Linked DNA regions of Mus musculus: region 1 is linked to region 2. The links are chromatin contacts, called in public ChIA-PET maps. All regions are on one chromosome and are shown on one strand. The core of a region is the stretch at or near the end of the contact, and the rest is flanking DNA. Distances in the headings are between cores, read along the strand shown. Region 1 holds the start of Itgb1 (integrin beta 1 (fibronectin receptor beta)). Region 2 has its middle 57 kb from the start of Gm32643.

Evidence for each region. ChIA-PET counts read pairs in DNA pulled down with a chosen protein or histone mark.
Region 1: a contact with region 2 is called in an RNA polymerase II ChIA-PET map of effector CD8 T cells, with 121 read pairs. The contact joins the promoter of Itgb1 here to the enhancer-like site in region 2. A contact is called at or near these places in 1 of 484 Hi-C or Micro-C datasets (CD8 T cells), 7 of 115 datasets of contacts at active chromatin or transcription factors (CD8 T cells, the HPC-7 cell line, effector CD8 T cells and 3 more) and 2 of 9 other capture datasets (adipose tissue and liver).

The regions. Positions count from the first base shown.
Region 1 is chr8:128,683,762-128,687,671 of GRCm38.p6, reverse strand. Itgb1 (integrin beta 1 (fibronectin receptor beta)) reads right to left here and starts at 2,018. Exons shown (of 16, transcript NM_010578.2): 1 at 1,713-2,018.
Region 2 is chr8:128,548,025-128,552,140 of GRCm38.p6, reverse strand. No RefSeq gene overlaps it. Among named protein-coding and RNA genes, the nearest start is that of Gm32643, 57 kb to the right of the region's middle. Within about 2 kb of position 2,195, at least 20 of the 459 cell types and tissues checked have an H3K27ac peak or open chromatin away from gene starts, as enhancers often do. A contact at or near this core is called in CD8 T cells, effector CD8 T cells and memory CD8 T cells, where this site is marked.

The sequences.
Region 1 (3,910 bases), core at 769-3,268, 140 kb before region 2:
GCTTACCCAAGCTGGGCAACCTGAATTCAATCCCTGAAATCCACATGATAGTGGAAGAAAAGAAGAAACCTCACAAATGTATCCTCTAACCTCCACCTATGCTCGGCATACATTCCCACATGCAAATAATTATAAATTAAAATTAAAGAAACCATCTTAATACTGAACTTCATATCCTCAACAACAGATTCTTCAACTGCAGGCCTGTAAATTCAACAGATAAGCTAGAAACTGCTTTCTACTCACATAAAAACTAGAGTTCTAGTATCTTCTACTCTCCCCAAGTGCCTATATACAACATGCCAGTGTTTCATCCGTTTTCTATTTGTCATTCTATCATTTCTGATCATTAACCATGGTTGAATGAATCAAAATTCCTCATAAACTTGGATATCATATCATATATTAAGATTCTGATGTCAGTCCTTCCCTTCGGGCCTTGATGTCCATCAGTATGCAAGAGGTAACTCTAAACTAAAATTTCTTAGTCCATTCTACAGGTTATCTAGGATATGACCTACTGTAATGGCTGTGTGCGATTTAAAAAAGAAATCTAATCAGAATTCATCTAACATTTATTTCTGTCCTATGCAAGCAACAACCACCATTAAAAAATAAAAACCTTAAGTCATACTATCCTCTTCATACCCAAGTGGAATGGCATATCCAGGAGACTTTCCTAATACTACCAAAACATTCTGAGAAGTTTGTAGATTTTTTTTAACATAGCAAAAGCAATGAAAAGTAATTAATGTATATGAAGCATTGTTGTCTAAGTTGTGGTTTTACATTTCACTACCTACTGTGTCCTTTTCTTTTTTTTCTTTTCTTTTTTTTTCTTTTCTTTTTTTTTTTTTTTTTTTTTTTTTTTGAGGCATTGCCCTGGATTCCTCTTGCCATACATATACATACACACACACACACAAAATGCCTTCTTTATTTTACATTAGTTAGGTTACTTAAAGTTCAAATATAGGCTCTGGAGGTGAGCCCATGAACTCTCCAAATTACTTAAAACTCCTGCACCTCAGTTTCTTCCTTTGTAAAATGAGATAGGCAGTCCCAATACCACCATGGATCAGGATCAGGGTTCTGCAGTGAGGTCAGTACATGCTGGGAGTTTACATGCTGGGAGCTGGGTCTGACCCTCGTGTCACAAGAATTACTATAATTAGTGTAGGAACTCCTTTTCTCTTTTAAAGATGAGGAAACGGAAATAGGATAATTTATTACTAGTTATTACTAGGTTTCAAATTAAAAGTTCAAATTCACTGTGGCATTCGGGATCAGCGCGGTCATTAACCCAGCCTGTCACTAGGAGGCACGAGAAAGGGTAGGCAGCCACACTCCACGAGGCCCCGGGTGGGCACCGCCTCGCGGACCACGGGCGCTGCGGCCTGGTTCCCAGGGTCCCGCGCCGCGCTGGGGAAAGGCGCCCGCTGGGCACCGACGGACCGAACCCCTCTAAGGTCAGCGGCACCCAGATCCCTGTCGTACCCACCCTTGAACCCCGCCACGCCCCGGTGTGACAGACTGGGCTCGCGACCCTCCCTTAGGACAAGGCCGGGCGGGGCGGGGAGCTGCAGCCGAACGAGGCCGAGCGCCGCGGTCCCTAAAACCGGACTCCACCCGGCCCAGGCCGCAGAGACACGCCTGGTTAGCCCGAGTTGCCCGGAGCCCACGCCCGCACGTCCACACGCCCGCGGCCTTACCTTTTCGCAGCGTCCGCCCGACACGCGGGCGGCCCGGGCTCCGCCGCGTTCCGCCTCTCGGAGGGTCTCGGGTCGGTGTCGGCGGACCTCGGCCTTTCGGAGGGTCTCGGGCCGGCGTCGGCGGGCCTCGGCTTCTCGGTTGGTCTCGGGTGGCGTCGGCGGGCCTCGGCCGCTCCGCGGGTCTGGCGGCTCTTCAGCGAGTGGGCGGAGACTCGGCCCGCCTGTCCCTCAGGAAGCCGCCCCGCCCCGCCCCCGCCGCGAAGCTCTTTCTCCCGGGCTGCCCGGCTTTTCTCTCCCTCCGGAAACGCATTCCTCCGCGCCGCGTCAGCCGCGCCTGAAAAGGAGGGGGAGGCGGCAGGAAGAAGGAAGGTGGGGCAGGGTGCAGACAAAGGAGCTCGGTCGTTCGGCCCTTTCTGCCTGGGGTACCGCGCTGAACCACCGAGGGCGCCGGCCGCCCGGCTGGAAAGCCCAGCCGCAGTCTGTGTCCGGTCCCTGGGATCCCGAGCCAGACCTCTCTGTGGGCTGAGGGGACAAGAAGGATCGGGTGTTCTGCAGGCAGCCCTCGGACCCGCCCCGTCACCCTAAGATTGCAGACTCCCGCTCCACCCTTGCTGTGCCACCCTGCGCTCCTTGGCGCCGCATTTGCTCAATTTTCTATCTGGGTGGCCAAGCACAAAAAGGAAAAATGTTATGTTTGCGCACTTGCTTTCTCTTTTCTGGAAAAAGAATTGAAAAGTAGCCAGTCTCAAAATCTAAATGAGAAGCTTGAAACTTGGACTTGCCTCGTCATACTGAAAGCTGTGGGACAGCAGGTGCCATCAGCTTACCCGAAGAGTGTGGGCTGCCAGGAGGAGCAGGGCACCCAGCCGTAAAGACAGCTTTCATTGCCGGGTTTATGAACCCAAGAAATAGTGTTTCTGTTCTGGAAGAGTAAAACTGGGATGCCAAAAAAAAAAAAAAAGATTAATCACTATGGAAAAGTTATATGTTGCCCATGAGCAAATCAAATGTATTGTTTAACTAAAATTTTAATAAATGAGCATCGTTTTTCTAATTAGTAAATGACTGAACTTAAAAGGCTACGTCTGCATCGGCAGCCCAGCGGTAAAGCTCAGTGACGTTCGTTGCCTTTAAAGGTATTGATCTTACCACTTTGAGTTAAACCATTAGCCCAGTCTCTGCACAAGAAACAGCTTTATAAACATACTTTATCAATGCTTGGCCTGAACTGTGTGAGCTTTCATTCGTGTGACTTGAGGAGGGAACAATCTACCACAAGATCGACACACACACACACACACACACACACACACACACAAAATAGTGTTTGTGCTGCTCTCCCAGGACTCAACCTAAGCTGTCAGAGGAATACCAATTTACATGTACAAGTCATAAACTTTGAAGAAAATAGAAATTAATAAGTTCCATAATTGCTCAGAAATGTAGCTATACTTGAATTCATAAAAATGTTAAGAGATGGGCAGTTACTTAGCTATGTAAAATGCATGAACATTGTTCTAATTACTTGTCTCACTACTGGGGCACAATAACTGACAAAGCAACTTAATGAAAGAATTTATTTTAGCTCACAGTTACACGGTACAGTCCATCTCAACAAGAAAGTTGTAGTGGCAGAAGCATGAGGTCCAATTACACCCACAGCCATTTACCCTGTGCCTGGAGGATTGAAGTTCTACCTTGGCAGAAAATATAAGCTGCCTCTTGCTTTTTCAAAATGTAAGCCTTTCTCCACTGTAGCATTTACTGTGCTGTTGGTTATTCTCCCCAGCAATAGCTATTGCAGCTATTTAGTAACAACCCAAGGGTAGAAATAGAATTCTTTCCGTGAAAAAGAGTGAAGTATAGGAAACAATCAAGTAGGGGGCTGGAGAGAGGGCTCAGCAGTTAAGAGCACTGACTGCTCTTCTGAAGGTCCTAAGTTCAAATCCCAGCAACCACATGGTGGTTCACAACCATCCGTAATGAGATCCGATGCCCTCTTCTGGTGTCTGAAAATAGCTACAGTGTACTTACATATAATAATAAATAAATCTTAAAAAAAGAAACAGTCAAGTGGGCCATCAAAAGCCCCTGTCCTACATTTTTTTATCCCAGCACTTGGGAGGACTCAGAGGCAGGAGAATCTCTCAGTTTGAAGCCAGCCTCATCTATAGATCGAGTTGAAGGAAAGGGAGGGA
Region 2 (4,116 bases), core at 946-3,445:
CATGAACCGTTGGGCAAGTGTTATTCACCGACTCTGCATTCCTAGATGAGGCTTGTAAGAAAGTCAAGCTGAGGAGTGGGATGCTGAGGGTTAAAATGAATTATCAAGACTGGGGCACTCCGGAAGTATCCTTGAGGCACCGAGAGCAGAGGGGCCACCTGCAGCCTCCGAGCCCCGCAGCATGTACCATGTCCACTGAGCCATGGTTGGCCCTGTGGTGAACAAGCCTATCAAATGTATACATACAGAGGTTTCGACTCTCCAGTGTCTTCCAGAAAGCAGAGCCAGGAACTCCATCTGGCACTCCATTTGCTAAATGTCCCGTTTATGTCAAATGCCAGGAAATGTGGCTGTTTAAAATCCCAGGGAATAAGATTTCCACTCAGTGGCTTTCTAATGGACACATACCACACTCTGTGAAGCAAAAACCCTTTGCTGAGCCAGGTCACAGGCCTCTGCTCACTAGCTCCCCGGGCCTCAGCTTTTATGTACAAAAAGATACAAGGTGAGGAAGAGGAACCTCTCCGCTTCTGCGGCCGGCTAGTATGCCTGGTGCCGATAGAGGGCAGTGTTGCACATCTGCAGAAATCCACAGGCTGACTGGACCAAATAAGAGAGACACGCATTCTTCTATTCAACAACATCAGTTTAATAAGGAAAAGGAGCAATTAAAGCAGCTAGCCGTCAACAGATCTTGCTCCTGGGCTGAGCTTGTTATGACTCTATCACCACTTTGATATTTGCAAAGGGCTTTGCAATCATTTGGAGAGACTATTTCTCCCCAGTACTTTTCTACAGAATGCCAGGTCCATTAGCCTTGGGTTTGTTGGGTTTGTTTGTTTTGTTTTGTTTTTCTAGGAATCTCAGATCCAGGAAGGTCAGCTGGATAGCTTTAGGATCTTGAGTCCAGAAGCAGAGTTAGAGAGGAGACTCAGTATCCCACATCCTATAATCAACAGTGTATAATCTCTCTCTCTCTCTCTCTCTCTCTCTCTCTTCCCCCATCTCTCTCTCCATATGTGGATATATGAGTGTGGTACATTCATGAAGTCAGAACTTTCAGCCTCAAATGTTCCTTAATATCTTCCACCTTTTGTCTAACACTAACCTGTATGTAGTGTCTTCTATGTAGACCAAGGTGGCTGTTCCCTGATTCTAGGAAACTACCTATCCTCTGCAGTCCTCCTGTCTTACCATCAGTGGGATTATAGGCGTGCTCCACTATGCCCAAGTTTTTACATGGGAACTGAACACAGGTTCGGACATTTGTGGAGAATGCATTTTAACCACCGAGGTAGCTTTTCAACCCTACATTTTCTCTTGTCTTATTAGACATTTTGGGCTGGGAGTTGGCTGAGATAGGCCATCTTCTGTCCCTACCATCCATGACTGCTGCTTAGTCCAGCAAGGCCTGATGGTGATAGCTAACCTAGTTCATTAGGTCTGCCCTTCAGTCCAAAAAAAGATGTAGGGAGAAATGAAAGACAGACATGTGAATCTGGCTAGAGAGTGAACACATTTAAGTGCCTAAACAACAAAGATTCATCCTCTGCCATTCTCTCCCATGACCAACTCAGGGAAAATTGATTATTGAGAGCCAAGCTGCCAGTCTCTCTAGCACTCTGCGCTCATTAATCTCTGAATCCACAGAATCTCAATTTCCTCCTCACATTCTGAAGACACTGAATCACTGTTTTGGCTAAGTATACACTACCTATGTTGTCACCTATCTGCCGAAGCCCAGCTTGGTGACATATTCTATCATGTGATGCTCTGGCAGCTGAGGAACACGCAAGCCATTTCTGTTATAGATGAAGTGTCATATCTCAAGTAGAGGCTATTTCTTTTACAATGGCTTCAACAAATTGATAAATGAAACTAACTGGCAGAGTTTCATAGTGACACATTGCCAATTTGTTTCTGAAATACCGTTAGGCCAAAGAAAGTCCAAATATGTACCTGTATGTATTTCGGAATGACAAATTAAAATGGTTAGGATTTGTAGTCAGGCTTTTGATGCTTGTCAGTATGACCTGGTGATGTACACACATTCTGTTTAGACGTGTATCTTGTTGTGTGGTAGAGCATCTGGTTTAGGTCTGTGAAAAGTTCTTCTCTGTCTGGCACCTCACTTACCCAACTAGTAAAGACTGTTGGCCCCAGAGGCACAAGTGCTACTTTCACTCTGACTAAGCCCTATGCCAGGCTTGGGGCAATCGGAAGGGGTGGAGGGTATGCGGTATTTTGATGGTGCTAGCTTGGTCTCAGGCAACACATTTAATTCTGAAAGGTTTGTACCCACATCCGCTTCACTGTTGGGTTGCTAGAGGCTGGCGGTCACCATCTTTGGTGATACCAGTTGTTTGGCTGATTTTGCCAATTTGAACACAGGTTGGTGATGATATTGATGAGCCATCTGGATATCATCTCTGATACATTTCAAGTCATTCCCAGCAATCCAATGACTGCAGAACAACCATTGTGCCCAATGTCTCTGCCATTGTTCAAGTTTCTGTAATCCAAAGTAGTATCTTGAGGGCTGGGGAAATGGTTCAGCAGGCAAAGTGCTTGCCATACAAGCATTGTGATCTGAATTCAAGCTTTAGCATGCTTGTGGAAAGTCAGGAGCAATGGTCTGAACCTGTAATCTCATTGCTAGGGAAGAGAAGGCAGGATAGTCCCTGGGGCTGACTAGACACTTTGTTGAGCTCCAGGTTCAGAAACTGCCATACCTTCAAAAAGTAAAGTAAAGAGTGACTGAGGAACCACTTGATGTCCTCTGGCCTCCATGTGTAGCTATTGATGTTATGTGTATACATGAACATGCACACGCACATGCACAGATGGCACCTTAAAATTCCATTTCCTTTGGACATATGTTTTATTTCAAGGGGCCATCAAATGTCAAACACAAAGTTTTGTAGAAGAGAGTGATGCCCCTTCTCTCGTTTTGCATGCTGAGAGCTGTGAAAAAGCAAAGGCTTGTGATGATGTGTAGTGTAGTGTGGAGTCTAGTTTGAGAATTAGGAGAACTTGAGTTGGAATCCTTCATGACTGTGGGACAGAGCCCTTGTTCATGTAACTCTCCAAGCTCTTAAGCTGATGATGCAAATAGTCATGTTTAGTGTCTCAGATGCCAGGGGTTTCTGGTCAAACTTGTGGATTTTGTAACCCTTATCCCTCCTGAAAATGTCTCACCTCCTCCTGCTCCTGCTCCTGCTCCTTCCCCCCATCTCTCCCCTCCCCTCTTTCTTTTGTGTGTATACATGAGGGTATGTGTGCATGTGTGGTAGCAAATGCTTATCTCTACTTGAACCTATGGCTCACTGAATTTAGTTAGACGGACTGACTGGTGAGCACTAGAATCCTCCAGTCTCCAGCAGTGTAGGTGCTGAGGATCTAAACTCAGGCCTTAAAGCTTACACAGGAAGTTCTTTACAGTCAGTGCCATTTCAGTCAGCCCCCATGCTATTTTGTTTTTGTTTTTTGTCTGTTTGCTTGTTTGGTTTTTGGTTTTTCAAGACAGAGTTTCTCTGTGTAGTTTTGGCTCTCCTAGATCTTGCTCTATAGACCAGGCTGGCCTAGAACTCACAGAGGTTCCCCTGTCTCTGCCCGCCCTGAGTGCTGGGATTAAAAGCATATGCCACCATGGCCAGTCCATCCCTGTTTTATACAGCATAGGCTGTGATTCTCATTCTGAAATGTATTTTGAGCCCGATTCTTACATTATTTCTGCAGTAGGACACATTTGAGTTCCATGTAAGTATACCATTTTACACTGTTTTACAGAGCAGCTCAGTACATTCTTATGTCTGATTCTGACCACATCAACTTTTCTACCATTTTTTTTTCTGAAAATAAAGAAATTAAAGTCAATGACAGCAATGAGTAGAAAATTCTTGGTTTTCTGTTGTGCCTACAATTGAAGTTATTTACGCTTAAAATTATATACTTCAAAATATTTCTACACTATCCAAAGACTTTATAAAGACCCAGTATTTCTTTTCTAAAAATGTTCTGATTTTGTTTATTGAAACGGTGAAATTATAATCAAGGAACATTGAAGGGAAAATAATTCGCTATTCATGGCTGTCGGCTGAGACTCCTCTTTCCAGC